Linked DNA regions of Mus musculus: regions 1, 2, 3 and 5 are each linked to region 4. The links are chromatin contacts, called in public Hi-C and promoter capture Hi-C maps. All regions are on one chromosome and are shown on one strand. Each heading gives the region's core, a stretch centred on a gene start, on an enhancer-like site or on the middle of the called end of the contact. The rest is flanking DNA. Distances are from core to core; before and after follow the strand shown.

Region 1 (6,262 bases), core at 2,417-4,916, 330 kb after region 4:
TACTGAGCCAAAGGGGCATCTCTGGGAATGAGAGGTACTGATGCTGGTGATGGTGGTAATGTCATAGACAGCCCAGCCAACAGGGTAGCATGTCCCTCCAATGGACACATGGCTAGGATGGACCTCAAAGCCAGTCCTGTCTGGACTCTGTTCGAGAGGACAGAGAGAAGACACTCTGGCCTGGGAACCCGAGGAAAGACTTTGGCGTTTAACCCATGGAGGAGGAGATGAATGCTGACTTCCTAGAGACTCTCTGTGAAGAACCAGGTCAGAGGGTTGCTCCTGCTCCCACAGCCCTATCTGATCTCACCATTGCCTCAGTTGTCAGTTCTGTTCAGGGGTAACAGCACAACTAGTACAGGCTGGCTGAGCATGGTAGCTCATACCTATAATCTCAGCACTCAGGGAGGCTCAAGCAGGAGGATCATTGTGAATCCAAGGCTCACTTGGGCTAGGCTACAAATTAAGACCCTGCCTCAAACAACAAAGACAAACAAAAGACAGCAGAGACATAAAGCAGGGTGTGCACTAGTTCAGTGGTTAGGGTCACTGTGAGTGGTGGTTTGGAGTTCAGTGGTTAGGGACACTGTGAGTGGTGGTTGGATGAGAATGACCCCCACAGGCTCAGGTGCTCAGGTTGTTGGTTTTGTTCTGTGTTTGTTTTGAGGCAGGGTCTTTCTGTGTATTTTTGGCTGCTTTGGAGCTTGCTATATAGACCAGGCAGGCTTCAAACTCAGGCAGATCCTTCTGCTTCTGCCTCTATAGTGCTAGGATTGAAGGTGTGTGGCACCACACCTTGACCAGGCTCATATATTTGAATGCTTGGTCCTCAGTTGGTGAAACTGTTTGGTAAAGATGAGGGGTGTGGCCTTTTGGAAGGAAGTGTGTCACTAGGGGTGAAGTTTTGAGTTTTCAAGTGCCCATGCTACCCCAGTTCTCTCTCTCTCTCTCTCTCTCTCTCTCTCTCTCTCTCTCTCTCTCTCTCTCTCTCTCTCTCTTCCTCTCTTCAACTTGCAGATAAGAGGTAAGTTCTCAGCCACTTCTCCAGCACCATGCTTGTCTGCCTGCTGCCTTGCTCCCTGCCATGATGGTCATGGACTCCCCCTTTGAAACGACAAGCAAGCCCCCAATTAAATGCCTTCGTTTCTGAGTTGCCTCGGTCATGGCATCTCTTCACAGCAATAGAAAAGAAACTAAGACTCACAACAGACTCCAACGCCAGTTCCAGGTGACCTGAGCCCCTATGGCCTCCACCACCACCTGCATGCCTGTGGCGCACATAAACTCATGAAGCCACATATATATGCTTCTAAAATCTTTAAAAGGAGAAGGAGGCAGTGTGGGTCGCAGCCCATAGACACAGATGGCCCTTGTACTGATGTTCAGAGAGAGGCAGTGGCTGGCTGGTTCTATTCCAAGGTTACATAGCACCAGTGGGCTGAATGGGGACTTTGCTCTCAGTGTCCAGATCCCTTGGGAAGATGGTAGTGATGCACAGAAAGCATCGGCATCACGCCTGGCACAGTGATGACTCACATCTGCTCCCTGAGTCTGGTGCTTGTGGTCCTCCCAGATCTATGCTTTTTTAAAAAAATAGATCTAGTCCCTGTTCACCCCTCCCCTACCTGAGAAATAGAAAATGGATGGGTCCTAGCATCTCCTAGAACCGAGTGGTGCTTCCCCCCTTTTGTGTTAACCTTAATGGATGCTGTCCCATGGAACTTCCTGGCATGGTGAAGTGGCCTGAATCTATGCTGTCCAACTGGAGACTCATAAGGCACCTTTGGCAACTAAGCCCCTGAAATATGGCCACCATGATTGCAGAGCAGCCCATTTGAATCCCATTTGATGAGTTGGAATTGGAGTAGCACCCGTGGCTTGTGGCTACTCCACTGGACAAGCAGTCTTCAAACACTGATGCCATTTATCAAAATTATGGGGTTTTTTGGGGGGGTGGCTTTACTTTTCTTCGCCTTTGAAAGGGTTCTTTTTCACTTTTTCCATTTTCTTACACTGTAACCCAGGCTGGCCTCAAACCTATGTCAATCCTCCTACCTCAGTCTTTTATGTGCTGGTGTGACAGATTTGAGAGGCCCTTTGAGGAGCCCCAGGTTTGAGGGGCTCTTTCTTGTGATGACTCGGTTGATGCTGACAGTGGCTAGTGACCAGATACTCAGTAAAAGGTGGCTTCAGTTTTGGGCTCCTGTCTGCTTCTCTCCCTCTCTGACCACACTGACCCCTTGCCCTCTTCCTGGATGTCGCCTGTGTCCTGACCCCTGGGGTCTCACCCCTCCGAAGATCCTTGAGATGCTCTTTGGTCTCCTCAGAAAGCGCACAGTCTCATTGTCTGCCAGGTCGTGGAGGCTTTCAGGGAGGTGCATAGTGGCTGCTCTTCTTTGGGTGTCCCGGGAGGTAGGGGCAGGGGTGTTGGGTGCTGCTTTCTGGGCACCACTTCCTGTGTGCCTCAGACCCACCTCAAGGCTCAGCTACTGCAAGAAAAGAGGAATGGGAATGTCAGAGTAAAAGTGCTGGGAGTGGGGAGTACTGGCCCTTCCTTTGTGGGGATGGATAGGCTGAGGGGCTGTTAGGAGCCCTAGGAACAGAGGGGGTGGGCTGAAGGGGCTGGCTGCTCCCGTTTTCAGTTGTCAGGAATATGGGGTGAGAAACTGCTGGGTGGTCTTAGGTGCTGGAGATGAGACATGATAGGGTATGTGGGAGGTTCTGGAAATGGGAGCACGGCTGGAAGGCTGCTTCGGGGTTCCAGAAGTTGGAAATGTAGGCTGATGGGCTATTGGAGGTTTCAGGTGCTGATAAGGGGCCAGAGGGTTCTGAGGGCCCTAGATTTTGGGAATACAGGATGAGGGTGATAAGGGGTGGCAGGTCTGCTGGGCCCTCAGAGTGGGGTCAATAGGGGGACTGTAGACTGGTCCTTGAGGGAATGCAGCTACCCTAGGTATAGAAGACCACGTAGAGCCCAGCAATATTTGAGGTGTTCCCTAACTTGGGTCATTTTCCGTAACACCAGGCTTGCTTAGGCTTCAGCTCTGTTTCAGGATGACATATTGTCTTAAGACTGAAGCCTCAGAAACCAGCTGCCACTCGGTATGAGAGTCATGGCAACCTCCTTAGACTAGGGGCTTCCCTTCTAAGGACCTGGGGGCGGAAGTGCTGAGACCCCAAGGGGACGCTGGCTGAAGAGAACCACCTCTTCTCCGAGGGCCGAGGACCTGCGTTCCTCTTCTGCCTGCCTGGCTTCCTCTCCTGGTCCCGGGAGCCACCTCTAGCCTCTTTTTGGTTCCTCTTTTTCCCGCCTTTTCTGTCCTCTACAGATGATTGGCTGCAGCCAAGTCCCGCCCCTTTCCTTTCCGCCTATCCGAACTGACTATGGAAAGGGCGTGGTCTCGGCGGACGTTGGGCGGGTCGCCGTTGGCCGGGCGCGCGCGAGGGCCCGACCCAGCTCCAAATAGCGGACCACACGTCTTCAGCGCGTGCGCATTACCTTTAAAAAAAAAAAAAAAAAAAAAAAAAAAAAAGGACTAGCGATGAGGCATGCGCAGTTGAGATAAAGGCTATTAAATGGTTTCAAGCGGCTCAGGCTGTGCGCATGCGCCTTACTGCTTGCTGAAGCCAATCCTCTGGGCCTAGGACCTCTTACTGCACATGCGCAGAAGGCTCAATGACAGTCGCGCGTTGGTTAAGGTGAGGGCAGGGTGGGGGATTGCATGGCCCAGGAAGGACGGCCCAGCACCCGCTATTAACTTTTCCTAGTTTTTCAACACTCCTGAGCTCCACCTCATTGTTTAAGCTTCTCAGAGACCATTTGTACCGCTTCAGGGTCCCTGGGCCTGCAAGATACTCCAAACTACGACCTCTGACCCTATTCCGGAGCCAACCTAAATGTGCAGTGTAGAAGGAACCGGAAAGGGATTAGAGGGAGGGAGACTGGCCAGGAACTGTCCCCGAAGGGAGGGGTGTGTGGAGGTACTACCTCCAACTGACCTTTGACATCCCCCTTCATTTGCTTATGTTTAGGCTCTGGGAAAGGGGGCAGGCCATGTTGCATGTGACCTGGGGGTCCAAGGTCCGACTATGGTCCCTGGTGCCTGCTCTCCTCGGGACTCCCCGAGCTCTGTCGTCCCTGGAGAACAGGATGGGGGTGTACCGCAAGATGTGGAACCCCAAGGAGCCCTGCGACTGGGCCCAGCAGTACCGCGAGCGCTTCATTCCATTCTCCAAGGAGCAGCTGCTCCGCCTCCTGATACAGGTACCGCCCATCAGTGGTCTAAGGACCTAGAGACTACAGTTTCCAGCCGACCTCGCGACTGCACCACTATACCTGCTTTTGAGGTCTGCGCTAGCGCCCTCCTGGGAGTGTAGTTTCTGGTCCCTTTGGCGTTCCTAGTGGGTTCGAGAAAGTTGGAATGCAGGGGCTAGAAAGAACTCCAAGATGAGATGCCTAAAGATCTCTGGACTTGGGCTTCTTCTGGGGCCTTGAACAGGCACACTGGGACATAAGTTTTTCCCTTGAAATAGATGTAACTATCATCCTCATAATTCCTTTCTAGTACATAATAAATTTGTATCTGCAAAGCCATAATGATAATTATTATCACACCTTGAGCTCTTTATTCCGTGGCACCGTGCTAAGTGTTTGTAATGTATAGAGCCATCAGAACAACCCTGTGAGAGGCCACCATTATCCCATTTTACAGGTTTAAAGGCAGTGACCCATCCAAAGCTACAGTGAGTGGCCCATGCTTGCTTGACTCTAGAGTGCGCCCCTTACTTCACCCCTGATCTATTCCATAGCTTGAGCTCTCAGCCCTCCATCACTGTCAGATGATCATTAGTATAATAGTGATTTACTGAACACCTGCTGTGTCTACCAAGTCCCGTGCTAGATTTTATGCCCACATGCATACGTACAAGCACAAACAATCTCATCAAAAACTCCCCCTAGTGGCTGGAGAGATGGCTCAGTGGTTAAGAGCACTGACTGCTCTTCCAGAGGACCTGAGTTCAATTCTCAGCAACCACATGATGGCTCACAACCATCTGTAATGGGATCCGATGCCTTCTTCTGGTGTGTCTGAAGTCAGCAACAATGTACTGATATAAATAAAAATAATTTAAAAAAATTCCTCTAGTCAGCCTGAGAAGATGGCTTACCAGTTAGAAGCATTTGTTACTCTTGCAGAGGACCCAGGATCTGCTTCTAGTACCCACATGATAACTCACAACCACCCATAGCTCTAGTTCCAGGGGATCAGCCAGTGCCGCCTTCTGACCATTGCTGGCACATATGTGGTGCACATACATGCAATCAAAACACACATATATGTAAACACGCGATAAATTAGATTCTCTCTGGAGTCAGATGAGCCCATCATGACCCTCAGAAATGGCTTCACTGAACCTCAGTTTCCTCTTTTGAAAAACTGAAGTTTTAATTCCATCCACCCCGTCCCTTCTTTGGAGGATGATGTTCTGCAAAGGAAGAGCGGCTGCCACAGAGCACATGTTCTGTGGATGTGCGGCTGCCACAGAGCAGGTGCCAAGCCTCTGCATCCTGTAGACTTCTCTTCCCCGTGCTATGCTGGGTCTGTATAATTGACCAAATCAGTTTTTAAGATTTATTTATTTATTTATTGTATGCATATGAGTACACCACCACTGCTCTCTTCAAACACACCAGAAGAGGGCACTGGAACCCATTATAGATGGTTGTGAGCCACCATGTGGTTGCTGGGAATTGAATTCAGGACCTCTGGAAGAACAGTTAGTGCTCTTAACCACCGAGCCATCTCTTCAGCCCGACCAAATCATTTTTTCTTTTTTTTTAAAGATTTATTTATTTATTATATGTAAGTATACTGTAGCTGTGTTCAGATACTTTTTCTTCTCTCTCTGGCCCACTCGCTCTGGCCTCAAGATTTATTTATTTATCATATGTAAGTACACTGTAGCTGTCTTCAGACATCCCAGAAGAGGGCATCAGATCTCATTACAGATGGTTGTGAGCCACTGTGAGGTTACTGGGATTTGAACTCAGGACCTTCAGAAGAGCAGTCAGTGTTCTTAACCACTGTGCCTCCTCTCCAGCCCTCTGATCAGCTTTTAAATACAAATGTAAAAGCCCAGAATTTCCATCCTGTACGTGGTTGCCTTGAAAGGGTTCCTCTGGAGGAAGAGGAGAGAGGCCTAACTGGGTTTTCTTTCTGGGTGTCAGGAGTTCCACTCCAGCCCAGCGGAGAGAGCAGCT
Region 2 (5,938 bases), core at 447-2,946, 300 kb after region 4:
GGGAGGAAGCAGAGGTAGATGGACAAGGACACCACCTGGTACAGACAGTTTGAGACCTAGAGAGAGGGCTGGGGTCACTGTCACTTGCCCCTTCCCTCTTCTGCACTTCAGCACCCGCCATACTAAGACCCAGCCTGTGAATTTTATGGCTGCAAAGACAGGATGCATGCTGTCTCTCTTGGAGCCAGGAATCTAGACTCCAAGTCCCTTATCCCTTGGACCCAGTTGTCCAGATGCCAGCCCACCTCCCTCATACCCAAGGGACTAGACCCTAGTTCTTTCCCTCTAGACGGATGGGGCTGGATCCCAGTTCTCCTACCTCAGACTGTAGCCCTCCCCTTAAACCTATGGGGCTAGGCTCCCAGTCCCCTCCTCCCTCAGACCTAGATGTCCATACTCGACCCTCTTCTTTCAGGCCTAGGTGGCCAGACTCTGGCACCATTTTCTGTGACCTAGGGGTTAGATCCCAGCCATCCTCCCTCCAAACCAGGGGTCCAGAATCCCTGGATTCCAAGTTGTGGATCTTCTATTTCAGATTTGGGGTCCAATGCCTGGCCCTGTTCTCTCAGAAGCAGGAATTTAGATAACAGCCCTCCTTTCGAAGACCACAGATTCTCCCTTAGTCCTTCTCGATCATACCTGGGGGCCAGGTCTTGAGCAAGTTCCTCACTGAGGGACCACTTGATGAGTGAGGGACTAGTCTCTCACAGCTCTGAGTACACAATTCCCTGGAGGAAAACTGCTTCCTTTGTCACAGACACAGTAATCCTAAACTATAACCCTACTTTTGAGGTTCTGAGGTCCCATAAAGTCACCTGTCCATCTTGCCTCTGGTAGGACAGTCCTTAGTATCTAACATTGGGAGGAGTGTGCTTCAGGATTCCCGGGTCCCTGAGAATGGAAGTTGGAGGTGGAGAAAGAGAGGTGGAGGAGGGGAAGAGAGAGGGAGAATATGAATGTGTAGAGGCGCTGGGACCTAGGCCTGTAGCAGTCGATTGGAGCCCTGCTTCTCGTGCCCTAAGACCTGGGAAGACTCGGGTCATGACAGTTTCTGAAAGAGCCAGGACCTGGCATTTTGGGTCTTAGAAGGAGGATGGAGTTATGGGTGTAGATTCCCAGGTCAGAATGTTGAGCAATAAAGTAATTGTTGGGGATAGGATTGTAGAGGCGGTAGGCTCAGTCAGGATCCCCGAGTGTGTGGCAGTGGGGCCTGGGTTTTCTAACTGAATTGGGACTAGAGATCACAGACAAAGCTAGAAGTCTACCCTCTTAATCTCCAGGATTCTTGTTGTTGTTACTATTAGTATTAATAATTTGTGCAGGAATAGACTGTCACTGTGGAGCCCTAGGCCTGGAACTGGGGGGTCCCTCTGCTTCATCCTCCCAGTACTAAGATTACAGGCTACACCATCACCCAACACAGCACTAGGATCTTTAGATTCAGAACTCAAACTTCAGGATTCCTGTTTAAGGGCAGAGGTTAGACGAACTCTCTACAGTTCCTTACTAAAGAGAAGGCACCTGGGAATGTGGGACCCTAAAGACCCTTCCATCAGTTAGTAGGCTTATTCGATACGACTCTGCAAAGCAGGTTGCAGGCGCCAGAGGGCGCCAGACAGTCAACCCGCCCTTGGGGTGGCGCTACAGCTCAGACTCCTCCCTTCCCACCTCGGCCCTCCTCCCTTTTCTCCCAGCCAGCTTTACCACCAGCTCCGGCCTCGGCTCACCTTCCAGAGCCCCTTCCCCGGAGCTGAGCTACCGAAGGGCTTCTCTCCCGCCCTCAACCCAGCAGCACCGCAGCTCCGGGGCAGCCCGGCCGGCCAGCCTCCCCCCCCACCCAGCTCAGCCCTGCCCGAGTCCCCCAGTCATGAACCTCTTCCGATTCCTGGGAGACCTCTCCCACCTCCTAGCTATCATCTTGTTACTGCTCAAAATCTGGAAGTCCCGATCGTGTGCGGGTGAGAGGCCCCCCCGCGGAGAGGGGGCGGGAGCGGGCCGCTCTGGGGCACCGGGAAGGCTGGAGCTCGGCAGGTCAGAGTCCTCCCGGACTGCCTGCTGGGGATCACTTTTCTAGTTCTAGGGTCACCAGGGGGTCAGCTCCTTTCCCTAGACTAAGGGGTACACATAGTTTGGTGGGGGTGGCTTCGGGCGTTCAGTTCAACCTTCTGCAGCACCCTTTGGGACAGCTCTGGGTGTTCCGGGGCTGGGAACCAGGAGCCATGGCAGGCGGGGAGGTGGCTGGGAGTTGGTGACGTGGACTGTGGAAGGCCAGGAAGGGAGCGGGAGGAAGGTGACCGACTGGGAGGCTGAAGTCAGGCAGGGCTCTCCCTAGGTCCCAGTGTAGGTCTAGACTGTCAGGAGGACCTGAGGGAGACAGAAGGACCGGCGAGGCCTAGCCTGGGATAGAGCCTCGGTCTCTAGTATTTTTGGAGCCGGCTGCCCCCTGCCTGTGGATGGTGGAAAAAGGGCCGAGCTCAGGCTTAAAGGCCTTGGGGAATCGCTGTGGTCTAGAGCTCCAGCCGGCTGGCCCAGGCGCTGCATGTTAGTTTATTATTGCCCCAAGTAGCCCACCTCCAGCTCCCTCCACCCTGCCCTTCGTTCTCTGTCTCAACCAGGCATTTCAGGGAAGAGCCAAGTCCTGTTTGCTGTGGTGTTCACTGCCCGATATCTGGACCTGTTCACCAACTACATTTCACTCTACAACACCTGCATGAAGGTAGAGTTGCAGTCAGCCCCCTGTGGCAGGGTTCCAGGCCAGGGATCAGGGAGGAGTCACCAAAGAGGCTTGGGCCTAGACATATGGTCTGAGGGAGGTGGCTGGGGAACATGATTTCTCTCTCCCTCACCGTGACCTGAGGCCCTACCTGTGAGCTGAGATGCCCTGTTACCCTCTTATCAGGTGGTCTACATAGCTTGTTCCTTTACCACGGTGTGGATGATCTACAGCAAGTTCAAAGCTACTTATGATGGCAACCACGACACTTTCCGGGTGGAGTTCCTCGTCGTTCCTACTGCTATTTTGGCTTTCCTGGTCAACCATGACTTCACCCCTCTGGAGGTAGGTTTCTGCTGGGCCTGTGTGGTGGTTGGGTAGAGGCAGAGTATCTGACAGGAGGCCCTGTCAGGTGTCTTCCTCTACACAGCTTGCTAAGGCCTAAGTTCGTCGGTGGCAGACACTGTGAACATAATCACAACCCAGCATCCCATTTGCTGCTCTGAGCAGTTAATGTACCTGGCGTCTAGAGTGGCACCCCTTAAGTCGTCTGAATGTCCAAGGGCACCTAGTCCAGCAAGAGCTGGGCTGATGAGGGCTAGGAATGGCAAGCAGAGCTCTGCGGTGGGGCCACGTGAGTTTAAATCCCAGTTACACATCCTATTTTTAGTTTGTTTTTTTTTTCCTCTCAGGAAGTGTTGGAGATAGAGTCTAGGGTCTTATGCATGCGAGGCCGGTGCTTTCTTCTGGAGGCACTGTCAATTATTGGTTTTCTAAGATAGGGGCTGGCCTAGAACTTACAGTCCTCTTGCTTCACTGCTTGGATTATAGCTGTCTGTTATCTCCCCTGGTTGGGAGCCCCAATTTCTACTATAATGACTTCAGCCTCTTTGCCTCAGTTTCCCCATTGTAAAATGGTCATGAGAGGGTCACTGGGTTCAGGGTTGCCTGGTGGTTATATGCAGAGACTCTGGAGCTGAGGTACAGGGACTGGAAGCTTGCTTCTTCAGCTGGACAGTGGTGGGACTATGGACCAGTGTACACCTGGGCTTTTTGTAAAATGGGGAAATGAGGGGATGGATAGATGGCTAAAAGGACACACAACCAAAAGGACAAGAGGAAGTCAGTCCCTGCCTCTTAGCATCCTTCTGTAAGGTGCAGGATGGAGCCTAGGCCCTGTGCACCACTGAGCGCTCCAGCCCTCTCAGCTGTGATGGGAGGTTAATGTGTTTGAAGTGGTCTGGTTTGAGATGGGAAAGGACTGGTTAGCATTTGCTGAGGACCTGGCTAGTCTCTATGGTACTTCCACCTCCAGCTGGTGGGTGTTGTGATTTTTAACCCTTTGGTGTTTTGGTTGGGTCTGTATGTGTTCAACTCTTGCCTCATGGGCTGGTGGGAGTCATTAGCTGGAGCCCCTCCCCTTTGCAGCCCACTCCCATCTTACAGGGAGCCGCCCCTGCGTGGTCAGACAGGCTGCGGTTTTCAGCAGAAGCTGAAGTTTGGGAGTCCTCGGACAAGATCTAGCTTTAATGTTTTAGCTACATATTCAAGATACATTTCTTTTTCTTTCCCTCTTATTAAGTCACCATGGAGATTGTCATGGTGGGGTATTTGGGAAAAAAAATTTTTTTTTTTCTTTTTTGTTTGTTTTTGAGATGAGATTTCTCTGTAGCCCTGTCTGCTCTGTAGACCAGACCAGGAGAAAAGTTTTCAATTAGCAATAATTGCACCTTGGATAAACTTCATTGACTATGATACTCCCACTGTGCAAAGCTCAAAATGTGTGAGTAAAAGCACTGTGCAGGCTAAAGTCAGCCTAGGCCCATGGGCCCCTGAAGCAGCAGAGGGAGGGTGGCTGTCGTGCTGGGAGCCCAGCTAGACCCTGCCTGCAAATGGGCCACTACCACTGTGCTGCATGGGCATTACCTAAACCGTCGAGTTACTCCCTACCGCAGCCAGCTTGGGGTTACTGGACTCATTTCCCAGGTTCGGAGACTCACTAAGGTGGGATAGGCAGAGAGGGTGACTGTCTTCTGTTCTCTGAGTCTGTGCTAGTAAATAGTGCACTCTAAGAGGGGAAAATAACTTTTAAGACATGATTCTGCTGTGTAGGCCAGAATAGCCATCAGTTAAAACCAATACTCTTGCTTCAGCCTCCCAAGAGCTGGGAGGGGTACAAGCCTGTACCACCATCGCTCTCCCGGTGCCTGTCTTCAATCTGGGGCAGAAGCAGGTAGATCTCAGCCAAGAACACACAGTGAGACCCTGCCCCCCAAAACGAATGAATGAATGATTAATAATAAAAATAAATAAAACAAAATAAAGTTCAGATTCGGGGCTAGAGACAGCTCGGCAGTTAAGAGTATTCCCTGCAGAATTTGGTCACTTTAGGTCCAGGGGTCCTGTGCTTTCTTTCTATCCTACACAGGCACCCAGTGTATATGTGGCATTCACTTATACAGACATACACAAAAATAAAAATAAAAACAGATCTTAAATTCATGGGTCTGGAGAGAAATGATTAAGAGCATTTCAGAAGCACGTAGTTCAGTTTTTAACATACACATACATATTCGATCCCAGTCGTCTCGCTCCAGGTCCAGGGGACCCAGTACCCTTTCCTGACCTCCACGGCACCGGGAGTGACCATAACATTCATACACATTAACTTAAAACATGTACCTGACCCAGCACTCAGGAGGCAGAGGCCGGTGGGTCTTTGGGTTCAAGGACAGCCTGGCCTGTGAGTCAGTGTCTGTCTGTCAGTCTCTCTTTCTCATACATACATACAAAATAAAGGGAAAAAAAAAATCACAGTAGCACACATGAAGTAAATCTAAAAAAATTAAAAAATAATTGAGATATCAAAAAGATAAAGTGCAGTAGGCCTCTGTGTGTGTGTGTGTGTGTGTGTGTTTGCTGTGCTGTGCTTCAGTCCCCCAGGGTCCTCCAGGGATGAGGGCCGAGTGCTGGTCAGCCTAATGGGTCTATTTCTTGAAAGGCTGCCTGGAGGAGTCAGGATAGTCAAGGGACTAGGCCTGGCATCCTGCTGCTGGGAGTGGGCTCTTAGCCCTTGGGCCCTAGTTTGCTCATATGTATACTGAGGATTATAGCTGGACCCACCTTGAAATATTACAGCTGGAGCCAGTTAGTGTCCCATGGTGTAAGAGAGGTTCCTGGGTTGTTACCAGCATGTTCTGTCTTTCTCAGTTCCTTCCTTTAAAA
Region 3 (5,375 bases), core at 1,001-3,500, 390 kb before region 4:
ACCCAAACGCCACACCCACTCCCAGAGGCCACACCCACCGGCTCCCAGGAGGTCCAGATCTGTCCAGGGACCCTGGCAAAAGCCAACAGCAACTCCTTGGAGGCTGTGGGATGGTAACCGGTCACCAAGGATACAGGACTTCAGGGATTCTTGGGAGTGGTAGTGCGTTTTCCAGTGGGGTCCCTGAAAAATTGGGACAGGATGACACCTTTTCAAGATCCCACAAATATTAGATTCCACCTTCAGAGGGTGTCAGATGGCCAAGGGGACATAGGACAACCTTCTCCCAAGGCTCTTAAGAGGCCAGGACTGCAAAGGCTTTAACACCTGAGGATGATGAGAATGAAGAGCTGGGGCCCAAACTCAGTGGGAGGAGGAAGACTCCACAGTCCTGAGATGCAAACTGTTGGGCTCTGAGTCTATGTCTCTGGTTCTTGGCAGAAATTGGGTACTTAGAGATTTTGAATATTGGGGCCTACAAGCAGGGGTGAAGGGTTACAGGGGGAAGGACATGGGATCCCTGGACCACGGGCTAGATGATGTCTGGATCTTAGAGTTCCAGGGCTTTAAGAAATAGGGATGTGAGGTGTGGACTCCTCAACCTGATGGGGATGCAGACAGGACAGTGGGCTCACACCCCTGTTTACAGAGCTAGGGATCCAGTAACTCCAGTGGTGGACTGGAGATGCAGGAGTGAGTGAGTTGGGATGGGACAGGGTCATCCGGAGTCAAGGGGGCTCTTACCTGCTCGGTGGTATCAAAGACAACAGCAGGTGATCAGCGCTGAACAAAGAGATAGGCAGGGAGTGCAGCCGAATGGCGCTGGAAGGAACAGGCAGTAGGGTCCCAGAGGCACACAGGTGACAGGTGACGCACCTGACCCCCTCCCTGGGGAATCCTGAGAGCATAGCAACAGGCTGGGATTCTTAAAGGGACAGAGACATAGGATCTCATCGATAAGGTAGAAAAGGAAGTTAGAATTGGACCAAGCTGTGATCTCTTTGCAGTGAGGGTTTGGCATGGTGTGATGATACAGGCCTGGGATCCCTGCTCGCAGAAGGCACAGGCAAGAGGATTATGAGTTCAAAGCAAGCTTGGGTGACTTAGTGAGACCCAGGACAGCCTGAGCTACAGAAACTCTAAAACAAAAATAAAACCCAACCAGTCAAATATACACACACAGAACAAAACTATCAACCCAACAGACACAAAATCCAGCTGGGTGGTGGTGGAGCACACCTTTAATCCTAGCACTTGGGAGACAGAGGCCAGTGGATCTGGGTTCTAGGCCAGCCTGGCCTACAGAGCAAGTTCCAGGGCAGCCAGGGCTACACAGAGAAACCTTGTCCCAAAATACAAAGTAAGTAAAAATGAGTTCTATGTCCTCTCCCACTCCCCACTCAAATCTAAGGATCTGAGTCCCTGGTACCTTTTTAGTCTAACCTCACCAGGCCATACTGCTCTCTTCAGACTGAAGAATCCAGGAATCCAGGCTTTCGGAACATAGAAGTGGGGGGCCCTGTCTGGACCACCTTTCTGTTTGGGATTCCAAGTTTGGCTCCTCATCTCTGTGGAGGTAGGAATCCAGGGCCTGTTCCCTTGCCCATGATACGGGAAGAGGGTGTTGCTCTTTACCCCCACCCCACCCCTCTTTAAGACAGTCTTAATATGTAGCATACACAGGCCTCAAATCTGCAGTGGTTGTTTCTGCCTCCTGAGTGTACGGCACCATAGGGTGGCCTTGGGAGCCCCCTTGAAACATGCCAGGTATGAATGGTTGGCCCTAATCTTCACCATACCCCCATGTCCCTTGTAGGGAGGGAAAGACTTTTCCCAGTGGAAGCCCAGGGCCTCCTGTGTCCCATTTCACGGTGGTGACTTCACCTGTTTGCACACTACCACCGCCTGCCTCTCTCTCTGTCTCTGTCTCTCTCTGTCTCTCTTTCTCTCTGTCTCTCTCTTGTCCCTGGCTCTCTCCTGACCAGCTCCTTTCCACACCCTCTCTTCTCAGCCTTCCTCTCTTCCTTCTTGCTTTTCCCTTCCTAGGCATCTTGTCTTTGCCCTTCTGTCTGGAGGTTATTTCTTTTCTGTCTTTCTCCCTTGTGTCCCTCTGCTCTCTTTCCTGCCTCTCTCTTGTGTTCTCGACTTGTGCTCTGATGGTCCCCCTCTCCAGTCTCTATTTTTATCCCTCTGACACACCCCTTGTGTCCACCTCTCTGTCTGTACCACCACCCCCCCTTCTTCAGTACTAGCTCTGGGTCCCAATTAGTTGGTGTTGGCCACGGCAGCGCAGGGCCCCACCAGGCTTCTCATTACCGCTGGCGGCTCCTAATGAGCGTGGGGTGGAGTGACCCCGCGCCCCCAGCCCGGCCTGCGTCACTGCCGCCGCGGGGGCTGTGAGGGTATATAAAAGGGGCGTGAGCATAGCTGCCTGAGCCCACTGCACGGTAGGGGGTCCTGTAGGAGGCTGGTGGCAGGGTTGGATTGTGGGCCCTAGGCTTCTGGGCGGGATGATGACATTGAGATTCTGGCCCCTGTATCCACAGGTGATGGAGACCTGCCAGATGTCCAGGAGCCCCCGAGAGCGGCTGTTGCTGCTTTTGCTGCTGCTACTGCTTGTGCCCTGGGGCACTGGCCCTGCCTCAGGTGTTGCCCTGCCCCTCGCTGGTGTGTTCAGGTAGGTGTGAGGTCCCGGACACCCAAAGAAGGGAGGAGAGGACCCCCCGCCCCAAAGGAAGGCAAGATACCGCATGCGGGGAGTTGGGGAGGGCAGGGGTGCTTAGCGTCGGACTGCAGTGGGGACCCGCGGTGGCCTGTGGGGCCTAGCGCGCAATCACATCTCTCTTCCCCCAGCCTCCGCGCCCCGGGTCGTGCCTGGGCGGGCTTGGGTAGCCCCCTGTCTCGGCGCAGCCTGGCGCTAGCTGACGACGCGGCCTTTCGGGAGCGCGCGCGCCTGCTGGCCGCCCTGGAGCGCCGCCGCTGGCTGGACTCTTACATGCAGAAGCTGTTGCTACTGGACGCGCCCTGAGCCTAATAAAGAGCCTGTCGCACTGCGACTGCGCCTCTTTGCTGCGCCACTCTCTTGTGGGTGTGTGGGGAGGGGGCCCCACAGCCTCACTGCAACCGGGACCCTCCGCATCCTCGCTTCTCCGGGTTCCCTCTTGGGTCATCTGCCTCGAGACTCTTGTTCTCTCTGGATTCCCTCGCCCGTGGGTCCCTGATCCAGCTCTGTTTTGGTCCGGTTTTTTTTGGGGGGGGGGGAGGGATTATTCTTCCGAGACAGGGTTTCTCTGTGTAGCCCTGGCTGTCCTGGAACTCACTCTGTAGACCAGGCTGGCCTTGAGCTCGAGAGCTTCGCCTGCCTCTGCCTCCCAAGTGCTAGGATTAAAGGCAAGCGTCACCATATCCTGCTGGGTCGGGATTTCATAACCTTTTTGGGCCTCGTGTTTATCGGCCGGGGAGGGCTCCAGCAGTTCCGAGCTGGACCGCGGCAGGTGCCGGATAAGGAAACTAAGCAGAGCCCGCGGCTCGGGGAGGCGCAGTCCCCACCTGTTTATTCGGAGAGCCCGCGGAGCGAGCGGACCGCGCCCTGATTGGTCTGAAGAGGAGGGTGGGGTCCAGGAGACCGCCCTCCAAAATTTGCATTTTCTGGAGGCGGACCGAGCCCTCATTGGCTTTTATGCTGTGAGGGCGGAGTTGCCTCTTGCAGCTCCTGCTCGGTCTACCGCGCAGAAGCAGAAGCGGTTAGCAGGAGGCGCACACAGAAATCCGGGTTTCCGCGAGGCGACACTTAACGCCCCGAAATCCCGAGTTTTGACGGCTGTCTCCAGCCATCAAACCGCCTTAGAGCTTAGGATGCGGCCAAAGAGCTCACCCATCTCCAAACCCTTCCTCCGAAAAGGAGGACTTTTTTTGGACTACTACCCTCCAGCAGCCCCCTTCCCCTGCCGGCCAGCGCTGGCCTGTCCTTCCGCACAAGGACCTGCTCAGAACTAGTTCCATCCGCCGCTCCACACATGGCTGGAGTCTTGATCTCGAGTGTCTAGGCCTGCCTTTCTCAACCCCCTCCTGGGCACTGGGAAGAACTTTTGGGCTGGAGCCCCAGGCTGACCTCTGCATTTCTCAGAGGCCGCCCAGGCTGCCAGCCTGCCCTTCCTGACTCTCCTTCCCATGGCCGAGCTGTTCGGCTGACTGACTCTTCAGCCTGGAACACCCTCCCGCTGCCAACTGAATACCAACTACACCTTCTCTCAAAGCAGAGTGCAGGCGGGTGGCACCTTCTTGAAGAGAACAGCTCCAGAGAATAGTGCATGCATGCGTAGTATGTAGGTGTGTGTGTGTGTGTGTGTGTGTGTGTGTGTGTGTTCTCAGGCTGCACCCATCTTAGTCCAAAGGCTCCAAGAGGCTCCTGGCATTGTAAACCATGGAGCCAGTGTTAAGAAGGGGAAACTGAGTGCAGCCGAGGGTGCAGCAAGGTCCTGGCTTGGAGTGCTTATGATCCAGAGGCCTCACTCAGAGCAGTCTGGCAATTCCAGAGCTCAGAGTCTGCAAGCCAGTGGTCTTGCTTAGCCCCATGTTTCATGAAGTTGCCACTGAGGAGCTGTCAGAGAAGCCTCTGGCTTGCTTGCTCAGACACACTCTGACTGACCAGGCTATGTACTCAGAGCAGAGGAGCCTGCCTGGCCTACCACAAAGAGATACAACTCAGGGACAGCAAGCTCTCTCCAGGCCTGCCCTGTGATGATGCTACAATAGCAGCCTCCAAAGCAGGAGAGAAGGATGGCAAAAACTTAGAGACCTTGGGTTCCCTCTTGACCCAGTGGAGGCCCAGTTGTCCTCCTCCCCCGAACTTGTGTGATGAGGAAATCATCCTGTGAAGTCATTACTATGTGATTTGCTATTGTTAAGAAACAGGAGAGAGCCAGGAGAGGTCATGGTCACATAACACAACTTAGGGATGTGGGTCCCATGCTGACGGAGGAGGTATAGTGGTGGGAAGGGTGCCTCACACTGGTGGCGGCTGTAGGTAGTAGAGCTGCAGGTGAGGCCAGGTGGGTGGCGGGGACTGGCTGAACAGCAGGATGGAGAGCAGCAGCAGCAGCAGCAGGCCCAAGACGGGTGTGGGGACCAGTGGGTGCTGGCTGATTCTGGAGGGGAGGCAGGAGAGGCTGACGGTGGCCCCAGGAAGATGGGTCTCACAAACTCATGGCACCCCCACCCGCACCTGGGGACATTTAAAGGGCACACCTGATCCCTGGGGAGTGCTGGGGATGCAGACAGTGCTGGGTCCGTGACCTCTCAACTGGCACCAGGTCTCTCACCACAGGCATGAGGGCTTGGTGCATCTCTGGTACAATGTGGCAACTGGAAGGCAG
Region 4 (6,024 bases), core at 1,957-4,456:
CTGGAGGATTCTAGGCAGGGGCTCTCCCACTTAACTTTCAGGTCCCAAAGAAACTCAGGATAAGCTAGCTGCTGGCAGCGAGGCCCTCTCAGTACCTGCTACTTCCCTTGCCCCTGCTCCTAACCTCTCTAGCCCAGGGACTTTGCGCCCCTCCCCGCAGCTTGATTCCTATAAAAACCTGCCATTTTGGATGAATGTGCTGTTCGCCCTTGGCTCCTTTCTTGGTCCACTTGCCCTCTCTCTTCTCTCTCTCTCCTTTCACTTTCTCTGCCCCTCCCTCCCTGATCTCATGGACCAGTTTAGTCTGGACTCTACCCGATGCCTCTGGCTATACTCTCCCTTATAGCTACAATAAAAGCCATCCCCCCAGTTATACCTTGGAGTGGTCGTGTCCTCTTTTCATTCATGAAGCACAACACCAGCCCCTCACCACCACACCGGGGCATTCCAGGCAGTGCTGCTCCACTAAGTCACACCTCCAGTACTTCCCTGGGGATTCTAAGCCAGTGCTCCACTTCTGAGTCAAGCCCCACCTCTTACTAGGGGCTCTACCATGGAGCTACACATTGCCAGCTCCCCATCCAGCATTTCCCACCTCCAATTCCAACCATCTTTGTCCCAGCTTCAACCCCAACACCTTAGGCTCTCCACCCACTTGCCATTCACCCTTCACTCATGAAAACAATTTGCAGCCGGGCGGTGATGCACTCAGGAGGCAGATCTCTGTGAGTTCGAGACCAGCCTGGTCTACAGAGTGAGTTCCAGGACAGCCAGGGCTATACAAAGAGAAACGCTGTCTTGAAAAATAAATAAAATGACAAAAAGGAGAAAATAAAAACAACTGGCATCCAGAAAGAAGACATTTATTTCCTGTTCTTCACACGAGTCTATCCACACTAGCATTGCTTCCTCCCCAGATAGTCCACGTGCATTCTTGACTCCAAAGAACTCTATCTCCCAGAGGCCTCGCAGCAGGCACCAACTCCTGTCTCCAGGGAGCACACTTCCGCTTCACCTCTGTGCTAATTAAAATGCTCACTGGGAAGAATTAAAGGGTCAACTGGAAGATAATGAAGGAGGCGCAAAAGAGCCTGCTTTATTCTTGGCCCTTAGGGGAGAAGAGTTTTGCTCTCTTTGCCAGTGCAATAGTGACAGTGGCTGCCGCTGTAAGGCGGCATAGAGTTGAGACATGTGGGTCAGAGGGAGGAGGCTGGCATTTGTTTTCCTTAGTTTGGAGCTGAAGGACACCGCGGGGGTGTGCTGGGGGAGGAACAGGCTCTGGACACTCCCCAGGTTGGGCACGGGGCGCCCCAGCTTCCGCACACCCTAGGTAAGGGGTGGAACTGCAAAATCGCTGTGGATTGGCCAAGGCAGAGGTGTGCGGCAATCGCTGATTGGTCGCGGCGGGGGCGTTTACTGTTGTGCGTTCCGCCCTGCAGTTTGAATCAGTAAGGGAGGAGGTCAGGTTTAGAAATGGAGAGTGGGAGGTGGGGGCGGGGTGAGCAATGTCTGCGGGGGAGCGTGTGTGGTGTGGTTTGGTTACTGTGCCCTGGGCAGTTTAAAGAACAGTGATCCGGTGTTGGGATTTGGGAGCAGTTGTGGCTGTAGAGCCTGAGAACATTCTGCAGAATTATAGAGACTCAGCAGAAGCTTCTTGTGTGTGTGTGTGTGTGTGTGTGTGTTCTGGCACCGATTGTCTAACTACCTCTGAAGCCTTAAAGGTGGAGAGCTAAGGATGAAGGGGTGTGGTTTGAAGCTGTAGGCTGATGTGAGGTCCTGTAATGATTTGAAGTATGAAATTTTTTTGAGCTTCTTAGGAAACTTGAAGGAGGCACAATGAACCATGGACCTGAGAACACATACACACCCCCCTCTGTGTGTGTACTCAAGCACTTATCTCAGAATTACAATGAACATGTTATCTCCTTGTGCAGAGTGAGGCGTCTTAGCTTCTAGCCATCATCTTTCTCCAAAGTCCTATTTCTTTTTGTCTCATTTGAGACAAGAGTTTAGCTTTCTCACTTAGGGTGCTTTTTTATTTGCAACAAACCTCCTGCCTCAGCTAGGCCTGGCTTAAAGTACACTTTCTCTGATCCACTGGCATTTACAGTGAACTGTTTCTTTTTTTTTTTTTTTTTTGGTTTTTTGAGACAGGGTTTCTCTGTGTAGCCCTGGCTGGCCTGGAACTCACTCTGTAGACAGAGTTGGCCTCGAACTCAAAATTCACCTGCCTCTGCCTCCCAAGTGCTAGGATTAAAGGCATGCGCCACCACACCCGGCTGCGCTGTTCCTTTTTATCAAAGCCGTCTGGCCCGCTTTGCCACTGATGATAGTTCCTGTGAATGTGCATTGTTGTTCTTGCTTTATTTTTAGAAAAGCGTTTTATAGCAAGCAGTGGTGGCACACCTTTAATTTCAGCTTTGGAGGCAGAGGCAGGAGGATCTCTGTAAGTCTGAGGACAACCTGGTTTACTTACCGAGCTAGTTCTAGGACAACCTGGGCTACACAGAGAAACACTGTCTCTAGATAGATAGATAGATAGATAGATAGATAGAAGAAAGAAAAAATGTTTTAAACTTTTTGTGTATGTGTATTGCCTGCACATATGTTAGTGTATCATGTGCATGCCGGTGCCTGTGGAACTCGGAAGAGGGCACAGAATCCCTTGGAACTGGAGTTACAGGCACTTATGAGCTATGTGGGTGCTAGGAACCAAGCCCGGTCCTCTCTAAGAGCAGCCCAGTACTTTTAACTGTTGCGCCCTCTTTCCAACCTCTTTTTTTTGTTTGTTTGTTTTTCGAGACAGGGTTTCTCTGTGTAGCCCTGGCTGTCCTGGAACTCACTTTGTAGACCAGGCTGGCCTCGAACTCAGAAATCCTCCTGCCTCTGCCTCGAGTGCTGGGAGGCAGTGTTTTAAGGCAGGGTCTTACCAGATAGCCCTGGCTGGCTTGGAACTAATTAGGTGGCTCAGAATGGTTTTGGACTCACAGAGATCCTTCCACCTGTCTCCCAAACGCTGAGCTTAAGACGTGTGCCACCATGCTCGGCGACATATACAAAATTTAGAGGTCTGGATCTGTTCCCAGGGGTTAGAGCGCTTCCCAAACATTCACGAGCCCACGGATTCCATACTCAGATGCCAAACAAAAGCCAAAGTAAATGCCTAGCTGGGAGTGAGTGTGGCTGTGGTAGAGCAGGGTAGGGTGGAGGCGAGGAGGGAGAGAGTGCGGCAGGTCGGGACCGTTCCCGCGCAGGATCTTCACAGCAGAGCCTGGGTCCCTGTGGTCCCAGAACTAAGGACGGCCTGGCAGAAGTGAGGCTCGACACAGCAGCCATCTGCGGGAGGGGGCGTGAGCAGGGCGGGGCCCGAATGCCTTTCACCAGGCCGCGCCCCAGGCGGGCACAGTCACCAGCCGCACACACCGGATCATGGCTGCAGCCACACTAGGACAGGTGGGTGCGTGGCCGGCCGGCGCTGGGGGCTCTGGGGGACCTGATGCGGGGGGGGCGCACTTCCGGGTGGACCACTGGCGCGCAGCCTTTCCGGCTTGGCGTCATTCCTCTGTGCCTCGGGTTCCGCTGCCCAGCACGGAGGCGGATGGACCCCCCCTTGGGAAGAAAGACGGGGCTATAACGGGCGGGCGGCAGAATGGGTAGACAGGAGTGGGGCGCGAGAGGTGCCTGAACCGGGAGCTCGGACGTGGGGAGCCATGGAGGAGGACTATAATGGGAGAAGTACAGGGTGGGGTGGATGCGGGGAAGTTGTGGCTGGGGCATGCAGCCTGTGTGTGTTAAGGACCAGTTGCTCTTGGGTTCCTTTAGACAAGGGGCCCAGGACCTCTTGGGACTTAGTGTATGGCTTGGCGCAGGGTCTTGGGTGGGAATTGAACCCAAGATCTTATTTCTTGGAACAAAAAGCACATGTCGATGTGTGCAGTGTCTGAGGCTCTCTGTACCTGGTTTTGTAATCCCAGTCAAGTTTCTGTCTGTCAAAATGATAAAAGATCCTCCAGACCAGAAGACTTCAGTCAGTGCTTACCGATGGTGTCAAGCGGTGTCATAGATGGAGAATCTATGATATTTCGTTTGTTTGTTTGTCTTTTCGAGGTAGGGTTTCACTGCATACTCCCAGCTGTCCCGTTGCTCTGTAGACCACCAGGTTGGCCTCGAACTCTGCCCGCCTCTGCCTTCTGAGTCCTAGAATTAAAGTCCTGGGCCACCACTGCTGAGCTTGAGAGTCTGTGATCTTAAGAGAACGTGATAAATAAGTGTGGAAACAGCTGGCCATAACCTTGGGGGAAAGCGTTTGCTGTTAGCTCCCACCTGCTTATCAGAAGTTCTCGCTCCAGGCTGGCGAATTCCTGAACAAACCTTTAAGTCCCCCAGTTCTTAGTGACAGACAGAAATGTTCTATGCAGATGGTCTTGGGATATGACGGGGACAAGAATCTAGGCTCTGACTGTGTGGTGGCCTTGGATGGATACAGCATTGCCATACTGGACCAATCTCTAATTCTAATGGGACAGAACTGGGTTCTGAAGACAGTTTTACCCTGTAATGGAGACACTTTGAACATGAGCCTGCTCAGAGCTATGAGTATCTAGTGGTGAGTGTCCACAAAGTGAAATTTTGGAGTATAGAGGAACCTGCTGGCTGGGGTTTGCAAGGACTGTCTTACAGGGACTAGCCTAGACTGGCATTGGGATACTCTGAGTCTGAAAGAAACAGCCCTTCAACTGGCCAAGGACAACCCTGGCTGTAGAGGGGAACATGTTTGGGATGGGGTCAGGAAACAGCCCTGAGCTGTGTTAGGACACTATGTTGCTCTATAAGGGACTGTCCTGAGGTGACTGGTTGTATCTGAGCCTTGGACTTCTACAAATCTGATGGAGAGTCTGTCCTATGATGAGGACAGCCTGGGGCTATGTGAGGAGATAGCATGGTGTAGGGACAGTTATCTGAGACAGGACAACACCTTACTATGATAATTATTTTGCTTACTTTTGGCGTGAGAGTGGAGCTTTGGCAAGAACACCTGATCTTTGATGGATACTGTGTTTCAGTTCTGGGCTGCTGGGATGTGAAAGGAGCATGGGCAAACCACAGGGAACCCTGCCCAGCACCCTCCCCTTTAATCTCTGAACTCTGCTTCCACTCTTTTCTACTTCCTGTAGCCCCCACCCCCAACCCCCATCTAGCTTCCTTCTTTAAGCTTAATTCTTATCCTATGGTATGGGGGAGGGGTGTTCTTTGAGCCAAGAGAAGACTACTGTTGGCCTTACAGAATTGCTCCAGGAAGACAAAGGTAGCACTTCCGAGGTTGCAAGAGCTCTGTGCCAGCTCAGACTCATCATCTCTTGACACAATGCCTTTTCTGTGCCTCAAGGCTGTGTGATGTTTCTCTCCCTCCATTCCCCTGGATCTCTCTCTCTCTCTCTCTCTCTTTCTCTTTTTTTGGTTTTTTGAGACGGGGTTTCTCTGTATAGCTCTGGCTGTCCTGGAACTCACTTTTGTAGACCAGGCTGGCCTCGAACTCAGAAATCCACCTGCCTCTGCCTCCCAAGTGCTGGGATTAAAGGTGTGCGCCATCACCACCCGGCTCCCCTGGATCTCTTTAGCTTGGGCTGGGCTTGAGCTTTTGATCCTCCTGCTTCACCCTCCCGAGTTCTGTGACGACGATGGGTTTGTGTTACCAAACCCAGTTTAGAGTTTCTTTGACTCTCTGCTTTTCCCTTCCCTCCTGGTATTGCCCACCCCTGCCCCTTTCTCCGTTACATTTTGGTTGCCTGTGGGTCCCGGGGAATCAGACTCAGTCCCTCAGGCATGCTGATGGGTCTCCTTACCCAGTAAGTCATCTCAGTCCTCTCTTTATAATCATAACTCTCTTGACAGCTCTCAGTCTCCGGTTCTTTTTTTTAATGAGACAGGGTCTCATAATGTAGGCCAGGCAGGCCTTGAACTCAGAGATCTGCATGTCCCTGCCTCCTGAGTGCTAGGATTAAAGGTGTGTGCCACCACCCTTGT
Region 5 (6,207 bases), core at 359-2,858, 260 kb before region 4:
TCAGACTGTGCCCTGGTTAAGCTCTGTCAACCTGAGCCATTTGAGAGGAAGAGCCTCGATGGTTTAGATCAAATAGACCTGTGGGCATGTCTGGGGGGCATTATCTTGATTGCCAATTGGTGTAGAAAGGCCCAGGCCACTGTGGGCAACCCCATTTCCTGGGGTGAGGAGTCCTGAACTGTTTGCTGAAGCTGGCTGGACGGAAGGTGCTGTGGTCCAGCGAACAGCGTTGTTCGTGGCTTCTGGTGCGTTTCTTTGGCTGTGAGCTTTCTGGTTATAGGTGAGAACGTCCACGCTCTCTCCCTGTTTCCCTCACTGATGGATTGTAACCTGGAAGCATAAGCCAAGTAAATTCTTCATCCCCTAAGTTGCTTTTGGTCGGTATTTTATCCTAGCAACAGATATGAAACCAGAACAGGCACACAGCAGCCATATTAAAAAGAGCGGGGAGAGACAGTGGCACCCTGGGGTGAACACCGGACCCACTTCAAAAGACGGGGGAGTGGGGCAGGTACAGAAGGATTTCGCAGTGTGTCGGGACAGCAACCCAAAGCCAACTGGAGACACCTGGGCCTAGGGATAGGTCCCGTTTCAAGGAATGAATGAGAGAGAGAGAGAGAGAGAGAGAGAGAGAGGTCAACCCTGGCCTGCACAGGCATGCACACTCACGCCAGCTACACACATCCCCACACAAGCAGACAACAGAGCCTTCAGCAGACCAAGCAAGGGACCCAGGAACAACGGGAAGGCCCACGGGGGGATGTCTTGCAGAAGCCCAGGACCACACTGACCTTTGGAACCAGTGGGGCTCGGAGGGGGTGGGGCCCCTGGAGGCAGCAAGGCAGAGTGGCTAAGGGCCTCAGCCATCCAAGTCAGGACTCGAGAACAGTGTTGGACCTGGGAAGACAGGAATAAGTCAAGGCAGGAGCAGGGAAGCAGGGGGTCCCAGCCCCGCCAGCCCACGCCCAGGTCCTCACCTCTCTCTCCAGCCCCCTCAGACGCCGATCGTACTCTCTGATCTGTCCCAGCTGCTTCAGTGCAGTGTCCACCCTAAAAAGAGAGAGAGTTCTCCTAGCTGAAGACAGAACGTCCCACCTGCAGGTCCTGCCCACAGCAGGCCCCCGCCTCACTTCTGAGACGTGCGTTTCAAACGCTCCGAGTCACTGTCTCGCTTGTCCCGAGCTTGTGCCAACAGGAAGTTCTCTTTGTGCACAGACTCCCAAGTCAGCAGCTTCCGCTCTGCTTCCTTAGAGAGACAGACACCTGCAGGGCCAAGTCCCAGGAGTCAAAGGGCAGGACCACTTGGGAACTTGTCCCCTCCCCAAAGCCACCAAATTCCTCATGCCTCGTCCCCAGATGGGTGCAGATCCTGACACCTTCCCCGAGCCCCACCCACCTGCTTTTCTTCTCCCCTCCCCAAACGCCCCCCCCCCCCCGCCCCACTCCCATGCAGACCAAGCTCCAGTCTCACGGAAGTGCTCGAAGACTGGGGAGGCGGGCAAGTTAGCCCTGCGACACCTGCGACACCTGCGCAGCCACTTGATGAGGAGGCGCACATGAGAGATGATGATGAGGGGTGGGGCCAGGGCAGGCCTCGAATGGAATTCCCGGATGAGGCTGTAGCGCTGTGCCTTCCAGTAGAGGTCGCTGTTGCCGTGCACTTTGCTGAAGGTGTAGCTGTGGAGGCCAGAGGTCAATAGTCACGGGAAGCCAATAAAGGACCCTGATCATAGGACTGGATTAGGAGTCGAGATAAAGTAGTCAGAGACCGCAAGAGCACGTGGCACCCGCAGAGCACTCACATTCAGTTCTCAGCACTAATATGGAAGCTCCAATTCCAAAAGATCAGTGCCTTCTTCTGGTCTCTGCCAGCACTGTACTCATGTGGTGTACATGCATGTATACATACATACATACATACATACATACATACATACATACAATGGATGAAGAGTCTGCACGGGTTCCAGGCATCAAGCTGAGGTCCTTGAGCTTGCAAGACAAATGCTTTACTGACTGAGCCACGGCCACCCAACTCCAACATTCTGGCTTTGATGTTTTCAAAATTCTACAGTGGGTTCTTGATAGTTTTTGTTTTTGTTTTTGAGACAGGGTTTCTCTGTGTAGCCCTGGCTATCCTGGAACTCTTGTAGACCAGGCTGGCCTTGAACTCAGAGATTCACTGGCCCCTGCCTCCCAAGTGCTGGGATTAAAGGCATGAGCCACCATTGCCTGGATTTTTTTTTTAAAGGTTAATTTATTTTTACATGCATAACTATTTTGCCTACATGTATGTCTGTGCATATTACCCACAGAGGCCAGAAGAGGATGTCGGATCTCCTGGAACTGGGATTACAGGAAGTTGTGAACTTCCACGTGAGTGCTGGGAGTCGATCCCATGTCCTCTATAAAAGCAGTCAGTGACCCTAACCACTGAGCCATCTCTCCATCCCCTGTTTGATTCTGATATAGGGATTCATGTACCCCAGGCTTCTGATCCTCCTGCCTTGACCTTCCGAGTGCTGGGACAAGCTTGCTCCACCACACCATCCTGAGCCCAGCTGGTTTCTAACAAGGACTTTATGCCCAGTGTCTTTAATGCACTCTCCTGAACTGACACAAAGACTGAAGTAGGGCCTGTCCTCACACTGCGAACTAAATTAACTCCAAATGGGCTAATGATCAATAGCTAAGAGCTAAACCCCAAAATCAACTCTTAAGTTTCCAGACTCTGGAGTTTAGATTGACCCTCTGTATGGGACTGTAAAATGTGTGGGTTTTTTAAAATTTCTTTTTCCTTTTAATGTTTCCTATTCTTACAAATAATAACCAGTTCTCTTAACTCCCTGCCAGCCCTCCTCCTAGTTTCCAGCCCCGCCCCTTCAAAGGTTTCTCCCAACTGATCTACCCTCAGCTGGGGACAGTCTGCTTCGGATTCCGGGCATCGAGCTGAGGTCCTTGTGTTTGGCGCATAACAGGCTCAGAATGAGTGGTTGGTCAGAATGAAGGTGTGCATTAGTGACTAAATCAACTTGGGTCCATTTAATACCAAATAGCTCGTTGTTTCCTCTGTGTTAAAAGCTCTGTGAAGATGCCCTGGGAAGTCAATACATGGGCAGCATTGTGAGCACAATGTCATGAGTGGAGGTGTGACCCAGGTCCCTGCTCATTTGCTAAGGCTGTGTGACAGCAGAGGTGAGGAATCTGAGGCAGGGCTCTGCTTATGCCAACGTAAAGAGACAGCTAAGAGTCTCCACCCCAATATTGTCTCCCTGACTCTGCACAAATAGGGAATAAATGCGTTACCACGTGAGCGAGCGACTGGGATTCAGCATGCGTAGGGACTGGGCTCTAGATCCACTAGGTTAAGAGCCTGCGTGAGTGTGTCCCTTCTCCCAGTTTTCCCAATCTAGCAGCTCCAAACTGTAACAACTGGTCTAGCCTATCTTCTCAGCTCAGCTTCTCCTGGCTCAACTGTCTCCAACTGTCTTCTCTTCTCACCCTGGTTGCCCAAGCCCAAGTCCTTTCTCAGCCTCAGCTGGCCTTATATATCCTCTCCCGTTCCCGGAAATCCAAAAGGCAATCACCACTGAAGTCCCTGGCATCAGGCAATTCTAACAGCTATGAGCTCTTTTGTTTGTTTGTCTGTTTTTCTTTTTGTTTTCTTTCCAGACAGGGTTTCTCTGTGTAGCCCTGGCTGTCCTGGAACTCACTCTGTAGACCAGGCTGAGCTGGAACTCAGAGCTCTGCCTGCCTCTGCCTCCCAAGTGCTAGGATTAAAGGCCTGACTCAGCTAAGAAATCTTAAAGAACCAGTTAACTAGCAACTGGGGATCCTTTGAAGGACCAGACACACAAAATAAATCACATTACATGCGACAAGAGCAAGAATATAAGCAACAAAAACCAAAAACCAAAACCAAACAAACAAAAAAAAACCGGACTGGAGCGATGGCTCAGCTAAGGTTAAGAGCACTGGCTGCTCTTGCAAAAGGATCCAGACTCAGTTTCCAGCAGCTACTCGGTAGCTCACAGTCACCTGTAACTCCAGTCCCAGAGGATCCGATGTCCTTCTTCTGACCACCATAGGCACTTTCCACGCACATGGTACACATACATACATGCAGGCAAAACATTCATACACACAAATAAAACAAACTGCAAACAAGTCACTAAAGTGGGCTTCTTCAAAAGAAAAGCGTTTAGTGCCCTGGAGGCACGCATGTGATCCCGGTGCTAAGAGGTAGAGGCAAGATTACCCTAAGTTCCAAGACACTGCCTCAGAGATGCCAAAACAATAGCAACGAGTTTCAAAGCCCAGGTAAGGAAGGCACAGGATCAGGCCAGCACTGGGTCAAAGTCAGGACATGGCACATATTGAACAGGTTCAAGTTGGGGGAAGCCCCGGGTGGCAAGGCCAGGCACACCTGAACATGGCGATGAGCAGGTTGAGCAACAGGATATTGGCCACCAGCAAGAAGACGATAAGGAGCAACACCACCAGCCAGTTGGCATACTGGGACACACAGGAGCCTGCGACGGGCCCCTCCGGATGAGCCCAGGAGCCCCGCTCCATTGAGCAGTTACCTGGAATCATGAGGGCCACTGCAAAAGGAACAGCAGGTGTGAGCAGAGAGAAGCAGGGAGAGGGGAGGAGATGGGAGACAGAGACACAGTCAGAGACCCACTGAGAGAGACGCAGACTCAGCTGGAGAGCCCTTTCCTACCGTCCATTTCCTCCTGGGGAATTTGTCCGAAGATCTGCAGATACGGTCGGTAGAAGACCCTGCGCAGGATACTCGGTAGACTGCGGTCCTGGGGCCTCAGGATCCCCTCTGTGGCCACCCCATAAGCTACAAGCCACACGCAGAGGAAGAAGAGGAAGAAGAATACATCCTTCATCTAGAAGCAGAGGAAGATGTGGGTGAAATGACCCAGCCCTTTCCTCCCTGGCTCCGCCCCTTCCCAGAACGCCTACTCCAGCTGGCTACTCTCCCTGTCTTAGACACAGCATCCTCAAAGGCCTGTCCCTTCTTGTCCTGCCTGCCCACCTCAGAAGCCCTCCCCTCCACCCACCCCACCCCACCCCAGCCCCGGCCACCTTCAGGTCCACATCCTGCCACTAAAAGGCAAGGCCCTCCCTTTCAGACTCCACTCCCCCAACCCCTCCCCATGTCCTCTGTGGTCCCTCGAGATTCTGCCCTTCACCCCTGGCTCCACCCCCCTGCACTCCAGGTCCCATTCTCTCCCACCTTGCTCTGCCCCTCCTCCTCAGACTCACCATTTTGCTCACTATGACAATCTTGGGCCCCAGCTGCTTGTTCACCGTGAAGATGTGCAGCAGGCGCAGTGTGAAGATCATGAAGTCAAGGCAGAGGACGGTGCGTCCCAAGTCAAAGAGCCCAGGGGTCAGCCTGAGGAGTTGGGGGAGAGAGCACAGCTCAGATCCGGGGTGTCTCCTCAGACGAAGCTGAGGTCTCACAGGGCAGAGGCAGGGACCCTCTGATCAGCTTTCTCTGGACTGAGTATGGATGGATGGCCTTCTAAGAATCGTTTAGAATGTGCCATGCCGCGCGCCTGTTATCCAAGTTCTGGGGAGGCCAGGGAAGAAGGATCTCTGGGAATTCCAGACAGGCCTGCCAGGGCTACAGAGTGAGACCCTGTTTCCCCACAAAAGGGGAGGGATCCCCTAAAATATGGAGTGACGGTCAGGGGTGCATAAATGAAAACATTTACAGGCTGCAGACTGACAGAGGTTGTAAGTCTGATTTGATTGACAGCTTGAGGTTACAAAGCACCAGGTATTGCCTAGCATGTCCTCATGGGGGCGCTCACAGCTACCGCTCTCAGGCAGGCAGACAATGGGGCCAGCTATTTAGACAGAAATCCGCGGATGAAACTATCCACCCGGCCTTTGACCCCACCCACTTTACACCAGGGACGTGACTTGGTTTTATTCGGTTTTGTTTTTTGTTTTGCAATAACCTAAGTGTGGATCTGGAGGGCACGGGCTTAAAGGAGGACAAGCCAATTATACTGGATGTGACAGTGTTTCTTCCTCCCTAGATGCAATGATTTGTCAGCCCTTGGAAAAGGGTGCTTGATAAAATGTATCAAATATACCCTTGACAGTGGCTTTCCTGCAATCGGCAGGGCCGTGGCCCTGTCTTCTCAGACAACACATAACACTAAATAAAGGCTGGGACAA

What was found. Promoter capture Hi-C pulls out the DNA fragments that hold promoters and counts their contacts. Hi-C and Micro-C count contacts between places; a contact is called where the count stands out from the background. Capture Hi-C pulls out chosen DNA fragments and counts their contacts.
Region 1: a contact with region 4 is called in a promoter capture Hi-C map of adipose tissue. The contact joins the promoter of Tmem143 here to the promoter of Bcat2 in region 4. A contact is called at or near these places in 2 of 39 promoter capture datasets (liver and pre-B cells), 2 of 115 datasets of contacts at active chromatin or transcription factors (bone marrow-derived macrophages and memory CD8 T cells) and 3 of 9 other capture datasets (adipose tissue, liver and pancreatic islet).
Region 2: a contact with region 4 is called in a promoter capture Hi-C map of adipose tissue. The contact joins the promoter of Kdelr1 here to the promoter of Bcat2 in region 4. A contact is called at or near these places in 3 of 39 promoter capture datasets (cranial neural crest, liver and second pharyngeal arch cranial neural crest), 1 of 115 datasets of contacts at active chromatin or transcription factors (memory CD8 T cells) and 3 of 9 other capture datasets (adipose tissue, liver and pancreatic islet).
Region 3: a promoter capture Hi-C map of the SN4741 cell line shows a contact between it and region 4, with 4 times the contacts expected there. The contact joins the promoter of Pth2 here to the promoter of Bcat2 in region 4. A contact is called at or near these places in 7 of 39 promoter capture datasets (the C10 cell line, the HPC-7 cell line, the SN4741 cell line and 4 more), 1 of 484 Hi-C or Micro-C datasets (embryonic stem cells), 1 of 115 datasets of contacts at active chromatin or transcription factors (pancreatic cancer cells) and 2 of 9 other capture datasets (adipose tissue and liver).
Region 5: a contact with region 4 is called in a Hi-C map of cerebral cortex, with 3 times the contacts expected there. The contact joins the enhancer-like site here to the promoter of Bcat2 in region 4. A contact is called at or near these places in 8 of 39 promoter capture datasets (the HPC-7 cell line, cranial neural crest, frontonasal cranial neural crest and 4 more), 3 of 15 datasets of contacts at CTCF or cohesin (embryonic stem cells, large pre-B cells and pro-B cells), 15 of 484 Hi-C or Micro-C datasets (B cells, the HL-1 cell line, the N1E-115 cell line and 9 more), 10 of 115 datasets of contacts at active chromatin or transcription factors (embryonic hindbrain, embryonic stem cells, epiblast stem cells and 4 more) and 4 of 9 other capture datasets (adipose tissue, embryonic stem cells, liver and 1 more).

Annotation. Positions count from the first base shown.
Region 1 is chr7:45,893,403-45,899,664 of GRCm38.p6, forward strand. It overlaps Tmem143 (transmembrane protein 143), which reads left to right and starts at 3,667. Exons shown (of 8, transcript NM_144801.2): 1 at 3,667-3,699; 2 at 4,033-4,264; 3 at 6,230-6,262. The coding sequence starts at 3,677. It overlaps Syngr4 (synaptogyrin 4), which reads right to left and starts at 3,309. Exons shown (of 5, transcript NM_021482.2): 1 at 3,206-3,309; 2 at 2,289-2,489. The coding sequence starts at 2,381.
Region 2 is chr7:45,871,144-45,877,081 of GRCm38.p6, forward strand. It overlaps Kdelr1 (KDEL (Lys-Asp-Glu-Leu) endoplasmic reticulum protein retention receptor 1), which reads left to right and starts at 1,697. Exons shown (of 5, transcript NM_133950.2): 1 at 1,697-1,958; 2 at 2,616-2,716; 3 at 2,900-3,058. The coding sequence starts at 1,868. It also overlaps a transcript of Grin2d not described here.
Region 3 is chr7:45,178,745-45,184,119 of GRCm38.p6, forward strand. It overlaps Pth2 (parathyroid hormone 2), which reads left to right and starts at 2,251. Exons shown (of 3, transcript NM_053256.2): 1 at 2,251-2,447; 2 at 2,547-2,677; 3 at 2,854-3,094. The coding sequence starts at 2,550. The coding sequence ends at 3,028. It overlaps Gfy (golgi-associated olfactory signaling regulator), which reads right to left and starts at 853. Exons shown (of 5, transcript NM_001195255.1): 1 at 745-853; 2 at 39-183. Kash5 (KASH domain containing 5) reads right to left here. Exons shown (of 20, transcript NM_201374.2): 19 at 5,248-5,364; 20 at 4,932-5,147. The coding sequence ends at 5,006.
Region 4 is chr7:45,566,947-45,572,970 of GRCm38.p6, forward strand. It overlaps Bcat2 (branched chain aminotransferase 2, mitochondrial), which reads left to right and starts at 3,207. Exons shown (of 11, transcript NM_009737.3): 1 at 3,207-3,453. The coding sequence starts at 3,430. 0610005C13Rik (RIKEN cDNA 0610005C13 gene) reads right to left here. Exons shown (of 5, transcript NR_038166.1): 4 at 4,040-4,246; 5 at 849-1,433. Hsd17b14 (hydroxysteroid (17-beta) dehydrogenase 14) reads left to right here. Exons shown (of 9, transcript NM_025330.3): 9 at 1-375.
Region 5 is chr7:45,303,818-45,310,024 of GRCm38.p6, forward strand. Trpm4 (transient receptor potential cation channel, subfamily M, member 4) reads right to left here. Exons shown (of 25, transcript NM_175130.4): 18 at 5,281-5,413; 19 at 4,727-4,901; 20 at 4,427-4,604; 21 at 1,472-1,677; 22 at 1,131-1,263; 23 at 978-1,050; 24 at 792-897. Among named protein-coding and RNA genes, the nearest start is that of Gm39006, 4.6 kb to the left of the region's middle. Within about 2 kb of position 1,609, at least 32 of the 459 cell types and tissues checked have an H3K27ac peak or open chromatin away from gene starts, as enhancers often do. A contact at or near this core is called in cerebral cortex, epiblast stem cells, hippocampal neurons and 2 more, where this site is marked.